Regions from separate parts of the Zea mays genome. Here region 2 is linked to region 1. Evidence: chromatin contacts called from public Hi-C data. All regions are on one chromosome and are shown on one strand. The core of a region is the stretch at or near the end of the contact, and the rest is flanking DNA. Distances in the headings are between cores, read along the strand shown. Region 1 holds the start of LOC100276246. Region 2 holds the start of LOC100194375.

Region 1 (6,587 bases), core at 595-3,094:
TGGGGTAAACAAAACTAGGGAAATCTATTAGGTCCCATCAAATTAACCTGATCATGTCACGGTGATTAACAAAGAACATTATTAGGTAAAGAAGAGTGATCAAGGGCATAACTTGCCTTAGCCTTGAAACTCCAGGTACCTCACCAAGTTGGTCTTCAGATTTCTGGTGACCTCACTTCTATTCGTAGCAATACATACAAATAGTCAGGAAGTACATAAAAATAACATTACACCAAACATAAGAACAAATAGCGTAAGAATACTATATGCACTGCTACGAGAATGTAGGTTCGAGAACCACTAAAATCGGAGTTACGGTTAAGGAGTTATAATTTTCTGAAGATTTAGGAGTTAGACATAAAACAAATTAGGAGCATGATTTCAACCATATGTTTTATAACAAAATAAAGTTATTAGATGATGAACAATATTAATATGAGTTTAATGCAACTGGAATGGATCAAAAAGAAGTTAAAATGAATTACTTATAAATTAATCAAGATTCTAGAATCATTTCTATACTAGAAATCATTTTCTATATTAATTTATTCGATTTACTTACTCTCTGGGTCGTGGTTATCATTCCAGGAAGTCCAGGGTTACTTTGGCTAAAAACAGGACCTATATTAAAGGTTTTATCACTGCCACCAGACTGCGGGTTGATTACATAGAAGCATAAGGGCTCTTTTGCAAATTACCGAGGCCGAAGGGGTATGGGATGTTTCTGGCCGCGTGATCTGAGATGGAGGGCCCAGATTACATCGGAACGACATCGAACCGGTATGCACGCTAAGTCGTTGGATTTAAGATCCAGGGTCCATGTTTTAAATAATCGTGATCAGATCACCACCGCACATCAGCCATCCCGCGGTCGATGATGCACCCCAAATCGGTGCGCGCCCCGCAATCTCAACCGTCCTTAATAGAATCAACGGCTCCAAGCCATCTCCTTCATCCCGCAGGCTGGCCACGCTGGCACGTTCGCCGGAGATGGCTGAGATGGCGCCCCAACCCATAATCCCGGTTGTCCGCGTGCGTAATATGAAGAGTAGGCTGAGGCAAAGCGGGGAAGTACACCCTTACCGGTGGTTAGGGCGATGGCGGGGTTCTCCCTGGGGAGGTGCGGATCCGGGGGGTTTGGCCTTACTCCGATGAGCAATCCTCGAGTACCAGCGCGCCGCCACACACATGGTGTCTATTTTATATATGAAGTCAAATTGAAAGTGTACTTTAGAACTCCAGTATAAAATGTAAACAAATTTTATTTATTGTTTATTTATTGATTTATGCAAATACTTTTAAACATACACACCACAATATTTATTTTAGAAAATTTATTTACAAGGTGTGGTATGATAATCTACCATTTTAGAGAATGTCTCCAAATATATTATTCAAAGGAATAACTTAAATCATATGAAGCCCTTTTTCATTAAGACATTTTATTGTAACTACATTTATTTTTAGGAGAGGTGAGAAAATTCTTAATAAAAGACACTTGGATTCAAAATCTTTATATTATTTTATTAAGTATCTAGGATAGAATTTTGAGGTGTTACACCAAACCGCTAGTCACATCCGTTGTCGCGTGGTCGTCCACAATCGTCGTTGCGCCCTCGTCCGTCCACCACCACACCGCACTCTAAAATTGATATTTTATCATTTTAAAATTTATCTCTTTGTTACTATGTCATCTACTTCTATAACTTGTGGGACTATCTGTATATGATTTATGAGTCCGATAGCAAGTTGAGGAGCCACAAATAATATTGGCAAAATTGCAAATAGCTCCCCGCAACAAGCCCAGTGATGTTGACAGAAAAGCCCATCGCGTTGTGTCAGTCACCAAACCAGACCAAACATAATACGATGCTGCGGCGCCTTGTCGGCGGAGCCGCCGCCGTGCGTTCGCCGCTGCCGCCGCCGTTCTGTCGGCTGCTTCACAACGGCGGCGGAGGTGGTGGGTGTAGCTCGGGGGAGCCGGAGAGCGTGGCGTACCGCATGTCGATGCTGCGGCGCCCCTCTACCGTCAGCAAGAAGGGGCTCACCTGGAACTGGTGCAGCCTCATCGGTCGCCTCGCCGCACCGGTGAGGCCGATCGACACTAGCTTTCTTGAAGTCCCCAGGGCGTACACCTTCCTCTCCGTCACCCTCTCGTCGCCCGCGCCCTCTTCGAGCTCGTCCAACATAAAGTTGAGTCCCTCGCTCCGGATCCCCCTCAGCCAATCCTTGTGTTATTTCCTCTCTCACTTTCTGCAGAGTTATTTGTTCTCTCCTAGTAAGGGCTTTCCTAGTAAGGGCTTGTTAGGTTATTCCCATCCCATAGGGATTGAGAGAGATTTTGGCTTGACAAGGATTTAAACCCGCCCAATCTGCTCCCATCCACTGATCCACATGGATTGTAATTAAAACGAACAGACCCTAATTGGGTGCATTCTCATAGCCTTCTTTTTATATATATCATGTGGGACGTCATGTTTCGATTGTGTGCCGCATATATAGTTTCATCATTATGTAGAGTTAATATACTTCGATTAAAATATTTTTGTCTTGTGTAAAATTTGGTGCCTTAAGCCCTATGAGAAACAAAGGGCATACAACCACAAGAACAATTGAGCACAGTTCTAACAGAATCAGTAGGGACTTTCTGTGATGCGATTCACTCCATTCTGGTAACATCCCATCTTCCATGCTTCAGTGGAGCAAACATTTAGCTGAAGGTCCGCCATGTTTATAGTTGTATAAAGTACTTTGGTGCATCATGAATAGCTTGGGGCGAATTTCGCACCAAACAAAATCGAAGTCGTACTTCCAAATTTGGAAGCCTTATGTTTGACTAAGACTGAACCTTCTCATGCTTAGTGTGCAAGAAAAGTCAATGTACCATTCAAATAGAGAATTGAATCCATCAAGCAAACTAGGCAGTAGGCACTATTTGCCACAAAGTAGCTTAAGAAGCAACTCATTTTCATGATACCCAGGAACAAATCAGGAGCTCCACAATGCATGCCTGATTTAATAATACTTCTTTTAATTTTATTTTTCCTACTACCATGTTAAACTGTTATTATTATTTGGACTGATTTACTGAATGAAAATTAGGTTGTATCACTATAATTACAGCATGAAGGACTTGAGCTAGGTGATCTAACGATATATTTATTTGCATGTTTTTGTTCAAGTAACTTTATTGTGATTTTGGCTAAATGAAACTGGGGTTATATCATTATGCTTACAATATGAAGAACTTGAACAGTGTGACATTGCAGCTGAATGGTGAGCTGGCAAATGTTGGCCTAAAGCATCTGAAGCATGATGACCTCGTTTATGTATCTGGTCATCTGGGCTCTTATCATAAAGTCAGTCCAAGTGGTGAACGGCACATTGTCTATAAGGTCTGATAGCTGTAACTATTTGTTATTTTCTTTACCATTCTGAATATACTCCCTCCGCCCCAAAATATTAATCGTTTTAGTCTTTGATTTTATGTCTATGTTCAAATGGATGATGATGAATCTGGATACATATATAAAACAAATACATTAATTATTGAATGAATCAACTAAAAAGATAAAACGAATTTTATTTTAGGACGGAGGGAGTATTATATATGCTTGTCTGTTAAAAACCAACTGTACAACTAGTGGCTCTATATTAGTACCACCTACCCACGTGTTGTATGTCAGTAGATATTGTGTTTTGTAAATTGTCATATACATATATTACTGATGCACCCTTGATAGTTTGATGAGATGTGGACATGTTATCATATATACATCTAGTACCGATGCAGCCATTGATCAGACATGAACATGTGTCCATATAAATTTCTGTTGTGCAGCCTTTGGTCAGAATTCACATAATATAGGTCCTATTGCTTACTCATATTTTCATCATAATACGATCATATAAATTCATCTATTCAATGTCTTGGCACCTCAACATTGTGGACAGGTAATATTTTTTGGATGGTAATAAACTGAAATATGTGCATGATGTTTACCTGTTCCATGTTGCTTTGTGATATTAGTTTTCTTAGTGTGTGTGTTTTTTCAGTGCACTATCTCTTCCCTACATTTTTAATTGGGCACCCACCATTTTACAGATTTATGTCAGAGAGCTGAATTATGTTGTTGATCAAAATAAGAAGCCTCAGAATGATGCAGACTCAACAAGTCCACCATCAATGACATCTGTCACCCGTAAGTTTTGCCCAATTTAATTCTCCAATTTTGATATTGAAGCTACTAGTCTCTGATCAGTCCCTTTTGTTTACATTGTCAGTTCAAATGCTAAAAGAGAATGAATGTATAGGCAGGCTTCGCTTGTGGCAGGTCTTCTTTGCGAACCCATATGAGTGGTGGGACAACCGACGATCCAAACCATGGGCCAACTACCCTGATTTCAAGCACAAGGACACTCGTGAGAAAATATGGCTTCGTCCAGATGACCCTCCTTGGGTACGAAAGCAGCTTGAATTATATGACCTGGAAGTAGCAGAGAATGGCCATAGGTGTAAAAGTCGACTGTCAAAAAAACAAAATTGGAAAACCCAAGATTTTGACTACTTTGATGATGAAGAAGTACAGCATTTAGCGGAAGCATGAATAGGACGCATGGCATTGTCTGCCAAGAATGAAGAAATTCACCAGGCCATTTGGGTGGTTTGGGGGTGGGGGCGGCTGTTTCTTTGCTCAGGGATCGTACTCAATTGTATCGATGTATGTTTGGTAGGATGTGGATATGTTGAGTCTTCTAGTTTGTAATTTTATTTATGCGTATTTTGAGATGCAAGTGTGAGGGAACCTCGACAGTCGACATATTAGCGAGGCCCTATCAATTAACATGCCTCGAAGTTTGCTAAGTGATACTTGGGCCTGTTTGGTTCAACTTTTTTCTGACCAGCTTTTCTGAAAATCTGGCTGTGTAGAGAATCTGGTTGTGTAGAGAATCTGAGTATCATTAGAATTATGTGCGGAGAAAGATAAAGGTGTCCATAGGACTCGGGATCTAAAAAGTGACGAATTCCTATTATTGCAATGACTCAATCGATTATATGTTTATGTTGATTTTGAATGATTTTTACCGAAACGAATTTTATAAAAGCTGACTGAAAAGTTAAGCGTTTGGTAGTCCGCAGCAGATTTTGGTGGTCAGAAGCTCCAAAAAGCTGAAACAAACAGGGTCACTGTCAACTCACAGAAGCCCTGTATGTATTCTTAGAATTGCTCTCAGTTTTTGTCTCTCATGAATATGTTTTACAGCACTAAGAGTGTGTTTGGTTTGAGCAATGAAGTGATCTATCTTATTTTCACTCCTCACTTTTTTATTTGGTTTGTGAATAGAATGAGTTAATCTATCACCACCACATTTCTCATAGACTAATAATTAGTATAAACATAAGAAGTGGATTGATTTCACCAAAATTTATGGGATGAACTTATAATACATCACCTCATGAAATATAGGGTAGCTCCACAAACCAAATACACTATAAATAACCATATCCAGTCTAGCTGGAAACAAGATCCTGGGTGGGATAACATGTGTGCGAGATCTCTGATCAGCAAGCTTTAGCATTTCAGGATGAAACTGAAGTCAGAACCCTATTCTGAGCTCTTGGGGACTGTTCTCCCATTTCATTTATCTGTGATCAGCAATCTGTTCTCAGGATTTCCCCCCTTTTTTTACGGAGTCAAAGAACTTTACAATGCAAGAATAGTAAAGTAAAACTGAGACACTGAGGCAGCTGTGCAGACCTTTTTCACGGCGACATGATTTTGTTGCAGGCCTTCAAGGTCTACCGGTGCAGTTTCACTGCTCCAGTGTCCAACAACCTAGGGTCTGTTCGATTCGTTTAGTCCTTTTAAGTATTTACTCCCTCCGTTTGTTTTTATTTGTCGCTGGATAGTGCAAAATTACACTATCCAGCGACAAATAAAAAGAAACGGAGGGAGTAGTTTCTATCCTGTTTGGTTCTAAGGATAGAAATTTTCAATACTTATTAATTTACTTATAAGAAGATTAAAATATTCTTTACCATTTTTCTGCCACTACCTCCTCCCGCGGCAACAGAAATAAATGAAGAGCAACCGGTGGGATCAATATAATTTAGTCCATTTTAGTCACCTCTTAAGAGATTAGGGACTAAATCAGTTTTTATCCCTTATTTAGTCCCACATTTTGACAATTTAAAGACTACATGGAACTAAAATATAGGGACTAATCTAATCTTTAGTCCATGGAACCAAATAGGGCCTTAGGTAAGGTAAGGCTCCTCAGCCAGCCATGTTTATAGTGGTGGACCTCCATTGGAATTTGAAGCAATTCCTGCTTTCCAAACATGATTATTTGATAATAACAGGCAACAAGTACAAGTGCCCCTCATAAACGCATAACTTCCTAGAAATTGTGTGGTCTTTGGGTTGCTCACATTAGTATCATTGGATTTATCATTAAAAAAATGCATCTTGTAGTTTAACGATCTTTTACTACTGTTACCATGCAGAGAGTAGTGGTTAAACCTGTCCACTTGAGACCTGTCAATGTCGAAGACATCATACAGTTACTAGCAGAGTATAAAAGAA
Region 2 (6,720 bases), core at 2,775-5,274, 270 kb after region 1:
TTAAGGAGAAAAATCGAAAAAATAGAATTTTAGTACTAAAGAAATGGATAGTTATATTGGTAAATATAGGTTTCTTACTAAAGAATTAGAGAATTTGTTTCTAACTACAAAATGACCTTTTAATAGACATCATGATTTTGATTTAATAGGATTTATTATAGATGTTTAAGTATAGCCGTATTAAATAGAAACTTAAAAGTAATATGTCATATAACTTTTCTAACAATTATATAATGGCTTAATTAAGTGCTCACATCGTCATAACTAAAAACAATAGTTAATAACATACCAATGAATATAATATTCATATTTAGGTCATATGTTTCTAAACTAAATGTAAAGATAAATAATAGATTAATTATGTCCTCTCATAACCTAGTTAATTAGATTTATATTAGTTTACAACTAGTTATATAGGCTTAAGTAATCATTTAATTAAAATTAGTTCATATTATTTATATATGTGTCACTTAGTTTTTCCTAAAGAATAAACTAAGGAAATTAGTGTTCATGTTCTTTAATAATAATGTTAGTTTGTATATTGTTTTGTATATGGCTTCCTTAATAAAATATAGGACATGTACTTTATAATAAAATATAATTGTTTGTTTATTGTCTTTTACATAAAAGTTTATTAAAACATATATCATAACTTTCCATAAATAGGTGTTTAATAATAATGATCTTTTCACATAAAATCTATTTAGACTTATATCTTAATTTGTCATAAGTGAAGGTTTAACGATGATTTATAATATGTTCCATAATGCTTCTAAAATTAATAACGTGTTTCGTAGGCCATTAACCTTAGATATATAATATTTATCTTTTCTAAAAAGGTTAAAAAGGTTTAACATCGTTCTAACGTGTTTTATCGTCTTATAAACCCTTAATATTAGACATATCACGTATGACGCTTTATAAAATATTAATTTGGTGAACCAAATATTTGTATATATTAATTAATATATTTTAAGCTCATGTCTTGTTTTATAAAGTATAGATCACACATTTTTGAAAAGAATACCCTCGTATTATAACCATTACTTGCGACGTTTTAGAAAAACGAATGCTCTTTTCGTTAGGCTTTCTTTTAGCTTTACATATGGTGAATGTGGTATGTTATTGAGTGGTGTTTGTTCTTGTTTGTTTGTGTGATATTCAGTGGTTGATCTAGTAGTTAAGAATCAAGATCTATTCAGATCCGTGGAAGAGTCTCAAGTTTTCAATAAGCAAGGCAAGTGGACTTCTCCCTCTGCATACTCTGTTTGATCCCAAACAATACATTTAATAAAGTTTATTCTTAGATGAATATATGCATAATTTGATGGGTTACCTATTTAGATAACCTTTCCATCCTTACTCCTTGTTTAACCTAGGATTATGATCTAATCAAGTAGCTATGATATTGCTACAACTTAACTTTATGCAGTTACTTCCGCTTATGATATTAATGTTCCAAAATGGTAAGTTTTCATTATTGTTGTTAACCCGATGGTTAAACATGATTATTGCATATTAATTGGAACATGGAGTGACCACCCGGGAAAACAGTGCTACCATGAGAACTATCATGACTCTGGTCTTGGCTAAATAACTAGGGAAGTCTTATGTTGGGTGCTGGTCGTGGTCGACCGGAACAGGGGCATCTGGCAAGCGCTTATAGTTTCGGCTCAGGCAGATTGGATACGGGCATAGTTCCCAAAGCTTTACCCTGTAGTCTGGACTATAAGTTGGTTACGGTAGGTGTGCCTTATGCAGTTTGACCATTTCCAGCATTTGCGTAATGAGGACTCTAGGGAGAAGCCTCGTAGTGAGACACTGGCCATTCACCTCGGAAGTGAATACGAGTCTAGCTAACCCGCGCTAGAAGGGAATCGCGACTCATGGGTAAAGATGCGCCACCTCTGCAGAGTGTAAAACTGATATATCAGCCGTGCTCATGGTTATGAGCAGCCTGGACTCCTCACATGATAATTGAACTTGAAGATGGAAATAAATCGAGATCCTATGATCTGCCAATGGTTTTGCTTAAGTGGTTTCACTTAAGTGTTTTTGATATACTCTTATACCTTTGCTTAATGGGAATACTTGGGATTCACACTTATTATTAAGATAGGTGTTGTTAATAAAATGTTGACCAACTAAAATGCTTACTGCTCAACCTCAGTCTCACCTTGTTACCTTGCATTAGTTTTCCCCCACTTGCTAAGCCCCGACCATAAGTGAGCTCACCCTTGCTTAATTTTGATCAGAAGTTGTAGATGAAGATATGATGCTGAACTCCATGGATGCTAGTCTAGTGATACCCCCGCTCATCTTCCTGTGGATGGATGTCCATGTTCGTTGTACTTTGATGAATAAAGGTTAAGACATTATGTCTGTTTGAAGTGTAATATGTTAATATAATCGTTATTTACGCTCTTATGCATTGTTATTTTGATATATTACACTTGTGACGTCAACATATGTGTGGAAATAGATCCTGGCACACATATGCTATGCACCCGGCTCTGCCCTCGGAAATGGGTGTGACAATATGTTATATAAATATATGTGGCATATAATTTAGTTTGAAAAATAAAAAACAAAACCAAAAAATTCAACATTATCATATAGTAGTTAGAGGGAACTGGACAAAACGAATGGATAAAGTTTTGGCTCTAATCTTAGATATTTCTATTATGCTATTTAATCCTTTTCATGATTTTTGTATCTTTGCAATGATGATACTACAAGGAGAACATAGTATCCATCATGAGTTGGATCCAATTCAATTAGCTTATTACCAACAGTAACACTCAAGTCTACAAGGCCATGTCTCTTGCAAGCTGACAGTATTGTACCCCAGAAAACTAGGTCAGGTGGGGTGCTCATCCCTTCGATCAATTCAACAGCAACCTGAACAAGACCAGCATGACTTAGAAGATCAACCTTGCATCCGTAATTCTCCATCTCTGACTCAATGCCATATTTCTCTGCCATCAGCTTGAAATATCGTCGCCCTTCATCAACAAGGCTAGTACGGCGCTGGCATTCAGCACCTCACAAATGTGATGCTTGTCAGGCAGAACCCCTCATTGACAAACTTCTCAAAGAGCTGGACTGCGACATGCCCCAATCCATGGGTAGCAAGACCGCAGATCATGGAGTTCCAAGCAAACACATCCCTCATGGACATGGCATCAAGAACTTCATCCGCCGCTGCCACACCTCCACACTTACAAATTAGAATACACATCAATCCGTACAACACACCTAACTTCGCATTCACTCTTAATTGCAGCCAGCACGACTACATGCTTTCTCATTACTAATCCATAGAGGAAAGGAGTGCTTTCAAGTAAAGACTGATATATTTTGCTATACAGACTTTATATCAGTTTATCGTTCCGTATTTATGTTTTATACTATTTTTAACTTATATAGAAACACATTGACACATACCTAGTACATATATACAAACTTAGCAAATAATCTATTTGTAGAGTGAAGTTTAAAATAAAGAATATGAAAGGGGATAAATATAAGATTGGAGGCAGGTTTAGGTCCCGTTTGGTTCCATTAGTCTTAGGACTAAAGTTTAATCCAGAGACTAAACTTTAGTACCTACTCTGTTTGGTTGTAGGGACTAAATAAATTCTAAATACATTAAATACAACACATAGAAACCAAAATACATCTTTTCTTGTTTCACACCATTTTTTAGGCAAAAGCAATTGGAGTAAATGTTTCCATTTAGTCCCTTTTAGCATCTATGTGACGGACTAGAGACTAAAATCAGTTAGTCTCTATTTTAGTCCTTTCGTTTGATAAAATAGAGACTAAACGAAACTAAAAACCAAGAATTAAAGATTAATCCCTCTAACAAACAGGGCCTTACAACGTAGCCCCAATGGCGCCAATGGCCAAGTTCGTTGCATCGTAGGAAAGCCCGGTCCGACGGTAAGGAAAAGGCCCAGTTTGGCAATTGGAGCCCTAAAGCCTGCAGAGTCCCCCCCTCTCCCAGTCCGGTACTCCCCAAGTCCCCATCGGGCATCGGCGCTGCCACGCCACGGCCGACGCTTGAGACGCTCCCCGCCGCCTGCCAGGCCGCCACCGCGCGTGACTTCGCCTCATCCTCTCCGGAGATGGACTTCCAGGTCGTCGTCCTCGCCGGAGGCACCTCCGAGAAACTCTCGCCCCTCGTTTCCAAGGTGGTACCCCCCCCCCCCCCCCCCCCCCAAATCTCACCTCACCCCTTGCTTGTCCCGCGTCTTAACATGTAGTCCTGTACCTAAGCTTCCTCCTCGTCGCTGCGCAGGACGTTCCCAAGGCGTTGCTCCCGGTCGCCAATCGCCCCGTACTCTCTTACGCGCTGGACCTCCTTGAGGCCAGCGACCTCAAGGACCTCATCGTGGTGAGCTCATCGCTCTTCTGCTTCTCTTCCTCCTATCAGGGCTGTGGCCCCAACTTCCCAAGGCACGAGCAGGATATTGTTTAGCTGATGCGGTGTGATGCAGGTGGTTGAGGGGCAGGAGGCAGCGCAGCTTGTCGACGCTTGGGTATCCAGTGCGTACCTGGATCGGCTTCGAGTGGAGGTGAGTTTGGTTCTGACTGTTACTTGGAAAATTGCCTTTGTGTTAGTGCTAAGAGTGATATGAAATTGGAGCTGAGAAGATCGTACAAGCATATACCTTTGTTTTAAGGATGCATGCAGATAAATTAGTTGGATGACAGAACCAAACAAACCTTTAGAAGTAGATATTAGGTGAATGTTTTAGTTCTTAGATTAGATTCTCGTTCATGTGGATTTTGAGTTAGTTTGACTAGGCAATTAGACATCCATCTACTAGCATTGTTATTGGGACTTCATGATTTTTTGTGGAAAAAATTCTCGTGTCGAGTGGATTTTCATTTAAACAAACTGATCTTGAAGAGTGGATATGCTATCATACCTGATACCTGTTTGTCTGAGTTGTTGAGGTGCTGATATTACGACTATTGAAGGCTAATCAGTGTTTGAGAGGCTGCCACTTAGGTGTTGCTTGGCCTCCCCTACTGACCTTTTTGAGCGTGCTCCTATACTTTTTTCTTGCTACAACTTCCTTTCATGCTAGTTAGCCACCTAAGTGGAGATGAGGCACTAGGCAGCAGCCAATCACTCACCGAGTTTTGAATCGAATGCCTTCTATGACACATATGCTAATTTATTTATGATTTATGAATGTAGCATAACATAAACAAATCCTTTAGTTCTAAATAAAAATTTGATTTCAAGTATGTTCCCTCTATAGCTCAGTACCATTTCATGGTTGTAAATTGTTATTGAAACAAGAGTATATTCTAACTGTGATCTCCCATTTTTGCTCTTTATTGTGTTTAAAGTTGGAGTTAAGCTGGCTACTAGTTTGATTTTTACATGATTTATATTATTTTTACCAATGTTTGAATGTACCAAAACAATATACCCAAAGTTGACATGGGAAAGAATGGAATGTACCCAAAGATTTAGCCTTGAATAGGAGTGCGGGGAAAATGGCTATCCATGTGCCCAAACCTTGACTTGTGGGTTTTGTTGGGGTTTAACTCTTGCTTACCCCTACTTGCTTGGGACTAAAAGGCTTTGTTGTTGTTAGCAATGTTTGAATGTAATCTTCGTTGTTTTTTGAACACTTCGATGAAGTGAGAATGTGAAGCTTGCGGACTATGGGCCTGTTTGGTTCGTGCCTAACTGTGTCACATTTTGCCTAAGGTTAGTCGTCCGAATTGAAGAACTAACCTTATGCAGAAAAGTTAGGCAGCAAACCAAACATGCCCTATATGTCAATCCAAACATAACTCCATTAAACTTTAAATTTCTCGTGAGCATGCCTTTCTTCTATCTTATTTCCTTTTTCATCAATTCTAATCATTAAGCTCATGGATGTTTCTGTTCATGATATGTATAGAGTCAGTATAATATATGATTCTATTTCTAGTAACTTTATAACTTCTTGAGTTCATTCCTGTTTTTATGAAGTTTTCTCCTAATTCTTTGTTTTGTATGATTGAGATTTGTTTATTTATGGTATGCTACAAGCTCAATCTCATTGACAAACAATTGAATGACTGTAGGGGGAGGAACATTATTTCATTTTGTTTGCAGAAGTAACTCTTTTTTGTATTCAGGTAGTTGTGGTTTCTGAAGACCTTGGAAGTGCTGGTGCATTACGAGCTATTTCAAAGCGACTGATGGCAAACGATATTTTGGTAATGTTCCTTGTTTGTACTTTCATGTTATGGCAATGTTGGCAAAATGTTGCACGATTCTGACATATTGAGATGTGTTTGAATAGGTAGTTAGCGGTGACCTGGTAACAGATGTGTTGCCTGGGGCTGTTGCTGCTACTCATAGAAGAAATGGTGCTGCTGTTACTGCTTTACTATGTTCTGTTCCTGTCAGTGGTCCTTCAGACACTTCTTCTTCTAGTGGGAAAGATAAAGCTAAAAAGCCAAATCGTTTGAACATAGTAGGACTGGACAGGAGTAAACAATTCTTGTTACATATTGTGTCAGGTTTGCTTACTGTGATTTCATAAAGTGTAATAGAAGGCTAGTAATGTCATGCATGCATGATTCTCATACATGCCAATGTCACCTGTAGGAACTGATGTTGAAAAAGATATTCAAGTTCATAAAAGAAAAATACAGGCTGTTGGTCAGGTAAGGCACCTATTCTATGTATGAAGTCAGCTACAT

Evidence for each region. A called contact is a pair of places that touch in the nucleus more often than the background predicts.
Region 2: a Hi-C map of leaf shows a contact between it and region 1, with 4 times the contacts expected there. The contact joins the promoter of LOC100194375 here to the promoter of LOC100276246 in region 1. A contact is called at or near these places in 2 of 25 Hi-C or Micro-C datasets (leaf and tassel).

What each region holds. Positions count from the first base shown.
Region 1 is chr1:261,452,570-261,459,156 of Zm-B73-REFERENCE-NAM-5.0, forward strand. LOC100276246 reads left to right here and starts at 1,845. Exons shown (of 4, transcript NM_001150081.2): 1 at 1,845-2,192; 2 at 3,257-3,395; 3 at 4,106-4,202; 4 at 4,285-4,890. The coding sequence starts at 1,870. The coding sequence ends at 4,607.
Region 2 is chr1:261,716,727-261,723,446 of Zm-B73-REFERENCE-NAM-5.0, forward strand. It overlaps LOC100194375, which reads left to right and starts at 4,025. Exons shown (of 13, transcript NM_001139410.1): 1 at 4,025-4,196; 2 at 4,304-4,399; 3 at 4,503-4,580; 4 at 6,151-6,231; 5 at 6,318-6,537; 6 at 6,626-6,684. The coding sequence starts at 4,131.